Regions from separate parts of the Mus musculus genome. Here region 1 is linked to region 2. A link is a contact called in public HiChIP or PLAC-seq data. All regions are on one chromosome and are shown on one strand. Each heading gives the region's core, a stretch centred on a gene start, on an enhancer-like site or on the middle of the called end of the contact. The rest is flanking DNA. Distances are from core to core; before and after follow the strand shown. Region 1 overlaps Tmem255a (transmembrane protein 255A). Region 2 overlaps Cul4b (cullin 4B).

Region 1 (2,700 bases), core at 38-2,537, 350 kb before region 2:
ACACACACACATTAAAATTTAAAAGACTGTGTACAAAGCAGTACTTTAGCCCATAACAAAAAGAAAGCCACTATCTGGAAACATAATTTCAGACCTTTGAATTACATGCTTAAAGACACTAGTGCTGTAAGGACACATGCCCCAATAAGGAACCGTGAGACGTTCCTTTAAGAGTATATAATAATTTGTGACTTGATTTGTGCTCAGTGGTAGAGCATTTGCCTAACATGTAACAAGTCACATACACAAGTTAGTCACCTTAAAAAAGAAAAAGTAGTCAGTTTTCCAGAGGGTATAGTTGGTTTCAGTTTGAGTGGGTTCAGCAGCTATTTCATTTTTAAAATCTGACCCATGAAACAAAAGAAAGTTAATGATTAATTATAGTATGCTTTTTTAGCAAATTAATGTGGTTTGCTTCTGGTTAAGAGTCATGATTTCATTTGGTCCATTTTCTGTGAAAAAAAATCCCTAAAAAATTTCCCTTGTGCCCCCAAGACTGCAAGGCCCTCCCGGCAGACCCTGCCAGTGCTCAGTTCAGCTTCCTAAAATATTTCTGAAAACTTAAAGCCATTCATTTTTCTCAATTTTTTTCACTGCTTTTCACAATCAGCAAGGTGAGACACAAAACGATCCGGAGCTGATGAAAACGTTCAGTGGGGAAAGGCACTTGCTGCCGGACCTGATGACCCAAGTTCAAATCCCAGAACAGCTTCCACAAGCTGCCATCTGATGTGTCCAAAGTTCCATCTGCCATAATTTTGGTTAAAAATGGAGTCTATATTCTTGCTAGGCTGCTTTTCTTAGCAGGCCCAGACTAGAAATGCTGGGAGCTTACTCAAAGACTGTTCTACTTTTTTGATTCGAGAAGGTACTGTCTTCAGTTTCCTGCCTGTCTAAATCCTGCCTTTGGCTCAAAGCTTTGACGCGGCCTTCTCAAGGGCCGCAGTGCCCACCCGCTAGACTTTCCCGAAACACTCACAGCCTCAGACAGACTTTCCTTTTCAGTTGGTTGTTGTTAGTTTTTCATTTAAGCTAATATATATTGAGAGGTTGCTCGGCTCTGAGTGCTGTGCTACAGTCAAGCCCAAGGCCACTACGATGTCTCTGTCCAACTTGTAACGTCTCAAAAGCAAGGGGCATCTCTTACAGGACATCTCTTTGTGTCTCTCTTACTGCCTAGAACAGCATTAGAAAGATTGAAGAACACAGATTAATACACAGTGAATGAGTAACCAGGGCATTGACTAGGCTTGTTTCTTCTTGCACTCCACTTCCTGGGTTGGCCCAATGAAGCAGAAAACCTGGGTTCAAATCACTGCCTAAACACAGGAAATGGCAGTTGATCTTGGGGAAAACAGGAAGGCATCTTTCTGCTCTTCAATATTACTTCTCCTCTTGTCTTCTCTTTTTCCCCCTCCCCCTCTGTCTCTGTCTTGTCTCTCTATCTCTATCTCTGTCTCTCCCTCTCTTTCCTCTCTCCCTCCCTCCTTCTCCCTACCCCCAATTCTCCTTATTTTTAAATTCCCCTTCTGGTACACTTAGTTTCTGAAGAGCACAATAGCCCCTGGCACATAGTAGGAATGTCATAAAGGTTTGCTAGAATTGCTGAGGAGTGGAAGTAAGCTGGCCTCTATCACTGTGTTCCCAGCGGAGGAAACAAACCACTCCATTTCCTTTAGGTTACTTGCTAAAAACCAATGATATTGACTTGACCTCTCCAAAGATGAGTGAGTTAGATGGGAGGCAGAGATGCTCTAAGAGGCTGCCGCAGAGAAGCTGTGTCCTAGAGAAAGCCATCTTCCTGCACAAGGCTAAATGGAATAATCTATGTTTGGTATTAAACCTCACCACCCATGACGTCAGTGAAGGTCTGCGGGTTCGAGGGGACAGTAGACACTCTGTTTCTGTAGCGATGTACAAATGACTGCCTGATGGTTTCTGTTCCCACTTTTTTTTTCTTGGCCTCCTTTCCAGGAAATGGACTGGAGGAGCTGGCAATTGATTAAAAATAGGCTTCGTGTGAGGAAAACAAATACACATTCGGCAAAATTAAAGTCTCCAAGCCTCAGAATGCTGGTTGCCAGCTATATTTAGGTCTTCAATTTAAGTCCCATTGGCTCTGGCTGCAAAAACCCCTGGGTCAAGGAAAAAGCTTTCTCTTCATTGCAAGTCTGTCCCCTATTTAGTCTTATGGCTGTTTTCTGAACTGATGGAAACATAAGCAAGTCCTTTTCTATTGGTTTTGCCCTTGGGATCTTGGCCACCCAGACTTGAGAAAGTAGATTGACAGATGCTTGGGCTTCTAGGTACAGGGCAGGTTAAAGCTACTCTGGAGCTTATAGATCTTTAGAAACAGCATGGCCCATATCCGTTGCCTTGTCTAATATTTTCTTTTCCTGGTGAAAAGATTTTGTTTTTGATTTTCAACAAATGCCCCTCTATTTTCATCAGCTCTTTAGTCATGCCTAACCCTATGCTGACAAAATGGAAGCATGTCCTCTGCCCTGTGCAAGTCCACAGTTTAGTACAACTTCTTAACAAATTCCTTTCTTATGTGGTTCATTTACATAATGGAATACTACACAGATACTAAAAACAAGGACATCCTGAACTTTGCAGGCAAATGGATGGAACTAGAAAATACCGTCCTTAGTGAGGTAACCCAGACACAAAAGGACATGTATGGCATGCATTCACTAT
Region 2 (2,700 bases), core at 160-2,659:
GTTTCTCACCAGTAAAATCTCTATCAACCATACTGTCAATGTGGGAAGGAACAGCAGATCAAATAGAACTAGAACGGGTGAGACAGACCTCAAAAACATTGGATGGAAACACTCAAAGAGTATGCTTCACAGGAAGGACACAAACACCTCGGGAAAGAACCCTCCACCAAAAACAGGACCTCCCTTCCACTCATTGATTACGCATAAAACATTAGGCAACCTCTATACTGTTCAATATATTAACATAAATAGCACACACGTGACTGCTCAAGTGTCAAATTCTTAGTAGGTGATTATGGATTTTGGCCTTGGTTACCTTTAAAGTTCTTGATCACTAACTTCTTAGCTGAGCCGGGCTTGCTGTTAGCAAAGCTAGAGACCGCGGTAGAAGATTTAGCCAGGCCGTTTGCATGGTGCACTGAAGCCACAGAAGAAATTAATATACTCTTAGTTTTAAGTTGTTGCTGCTGCTGCTGCTGTGAGGTTGCAGCAGTTGGCGAAGATGAGGAAGATGAGGAGGAAGATTCCTCAGCCATTTTCGTATCAATCCCTACAAACTCCAGGGTGTCTTCAAACCGCAGCTTCTTCTGTATAGGTACGTGGCTGGAAGTGGCCACTGGAACCCCAAGGCAGAAGGACGAGGTTGAAGGGGACGCCGAATCTCTGGGTTGTGGAGGGGTGGAAGAGGAAGAGGTGGAATCAAAGTCTTCTCTCTCGTTACTACTGTTACTGCTGCTACTGCTGCTGTTTAACTTTCTCTTCTTGGCAGAGGTGGGCGGAGTGGTGCTGGTATTACCATCAGTGGCAGATCTGACCTCCTGAGCAGCAGCAGAAGCAGCAGAGGGATTGGGGGAAGAAAAACCTGTTGGAAACATGAAAATAGCGGGGTCAACAGGCAGAGGAGCATCAAAAGCCTACGTTTATGTGCCTGCGTGCTTGTAGGAGAGGTGGCAATGCTGGAGGGGGAAGGGAAGGAAGAGGAGAAGCACAGAGGACGAGGAGGAAAGTGGGGGGGGGGGCACACCGGGGGAATGGGAGGGCTTGGGAAGGCGGATAGGCTGACACCGGCAGTGAACAGAACGGGGGGTGGGGGGGTGAAGGAGGCAGACAGGTAAACAGCCCTGCCGTCCCCCCTCCCCTGCTTTCGTCCCCTCTTCCCCACTTTCCGCAGGCGCGACTGGGGAGAGGGAGCCAGTGAAGCTTGCAGCTCCTCCTCCTTTTCTCCCTCTCTCAGGGAGGGGAGCTGCAGGGCTGGAGGGGGAGGGGGAGCGAGCCAAGGCTTGTTATTGTCAATAGCACAAGAGGCTAAAGATGGCGCCACTTCCGGTCACGCGGCGCCCGTGGAGAGGCGGCGTCACCCTCGCGGAGTGGGGGGTGGAGAGGAGGACCCGAGCGGCCTGGGAGGCGGGGGCGCCGACTCACCGTGGGGCGGCTGGAAGCGCCCGGAACGCTCACTCCGGGCAGCTCACTCGGGGTCCGGTTCCCGCACCCCTTCCCTGCCGGCACCCTCCCCACCGGGCTCCCTCACCGTCGGCCACCCGATCCTTAAGGGTCCCGCGGGGAGCTTCGCGCCACATCGCTCTTACCGGAAGTGCCTGGGCAGACACTTTTCATAGCTCCCAGATCCTGAAGCCCCCGGGTCCGCCGGACTTGAGGTGGGGGGGTTGGGGGAGGGAACACGGGGGGTAAAAGAGGTGGATAGGGAGGGCGGGGCGGACCTTGGCGACACCTTCGGCGCTCTTGATTGGAGGTTTCCGAACCTGCGGAGGGCGGGCAGATAGGGTTGGTTGGGGGGCGGGGGGGCGGGAGAAGAAGCGGGAAGCCTCCGGTGAGGCAGAGTAGGTGGTGCAGGCTAGGGGCGGGGTAAACTATCTGGGGAAAAGAAGAGGGTGGGAAGAAAAGTAAGGCGAAGGGAAACTTTACCAAGATGAAGGACTAAGGAGTTGCAAGGCCACGGGAAGAAGCTGAAGTAAGAGGAAACTTAAGCATGCCCCCTGCTAGAGAGGACTATCGCTATGATCAGGGAGCGGAGAGGGCTTAGCTAGGAGGAAAGTTTTTTACTCAGTGCAGCAACACAATCTCTCATTTTTCTCTGTAACACAACATCCCACAGGGCCCGCATTTTGATTGCCTCAATAAGAACAGCTGGACGGACATTCTGTTACCTTCCTACCGAGAGCATTTTCTAAGATTACTGGCAAGAGTAAAGGTACTTTCGAAGGCCATGTAGCCTCATCCAGCACAATTTCAGGGTTCACCCCTCCCACCCTATCAAATCAGTAATCTGTAAACCAAACAAAGCTCAGACTCACTTCATTTACCAACTCTCAGTTTAGATACACTATTGGCAAAAGTCTGTTTCCCTACCAGTGTGTTCCATGAGACCTCAAGTTTTAATTAAGATTGTTGATAAAAAAATAAATAAATAACTCGGAATTTAAATTACCAACGATAAACTCTGTAAAGTCTCGGATTTTTGTTTTGTTTTTTTTTACTTAACCCGCGGGACAGTTTTTAGACAGCACTGGCAAATACCTGTCATTCCGGTGCTCTGGAGGCTAAGGCTGGAGTATACCTAGTTTGAGGCCAGGCTGGGCCTGCACACACTCAAAAAGAACAAAAATAATTAATCTTAGGGCATTCTCAGAAGGAGAGACAAACTCAAAACTACAGTGCCAAGATACTGCTCATTGTAACTGC

Evidence for each region. HiChIP or PLAC-seq counts read pairs in DNA pulled down with a chosen protein or histone mark.
Region 1: an H3K4me3 HiChIP or PLAC-seq map of the 230-238 cell line shows a contact between it and region 2, with 8 read pairs. The contact joins two enhancer-like sites. A contact is called at or near these places in 2 of 39 promoter capture datasets (the C10 cell line and pre-B cells) and 1 of 115 datasets of contacts at active chromatin or transcription factors (the 230-238 cell line).

Annotation. Positions count from the first base shown.
Region 1 is chrX:38,218,029-38,220,728 of GRCm38.p6, forward strand. The region is part of intron 7 of Tmem255a (transmembrane protein 255A); the gene reads right to left. Among named protein-coding and RNA genes, the nearest start is that of Mir3110, 8.9 kb to the left of the region's middle. Within about 2 kb of position 1,288, at least 6 of the 459 cell types and tissues checked have an H3K27ac peak or open chromatin away from gene starts, as enhancers often do. A contact at or near this core is called in the 230-238 cell line, where this site is marked.
Region 2 is chrX:38,563,347-38,566,046 of GRCm38.p6, forward strand. Cul4b (cullin 4B) reads right to left here. Exons shown (of 23, transcript NM_028288.5): 3 at 1,587-1,760; 4 at 317-862. Among named protein-coding and RNA genes, the nearest start is that of Cul4b, 11 kb to the right of the region's middle. Within about 2 kb of position 1,410, at least 424 of the 459 cell types and tissues checked have an H3K27ac peak or open chromatin away from gene starts, as enhancers often do. A contact at or near this core is called in the 230-238 cell line, where this site is marked.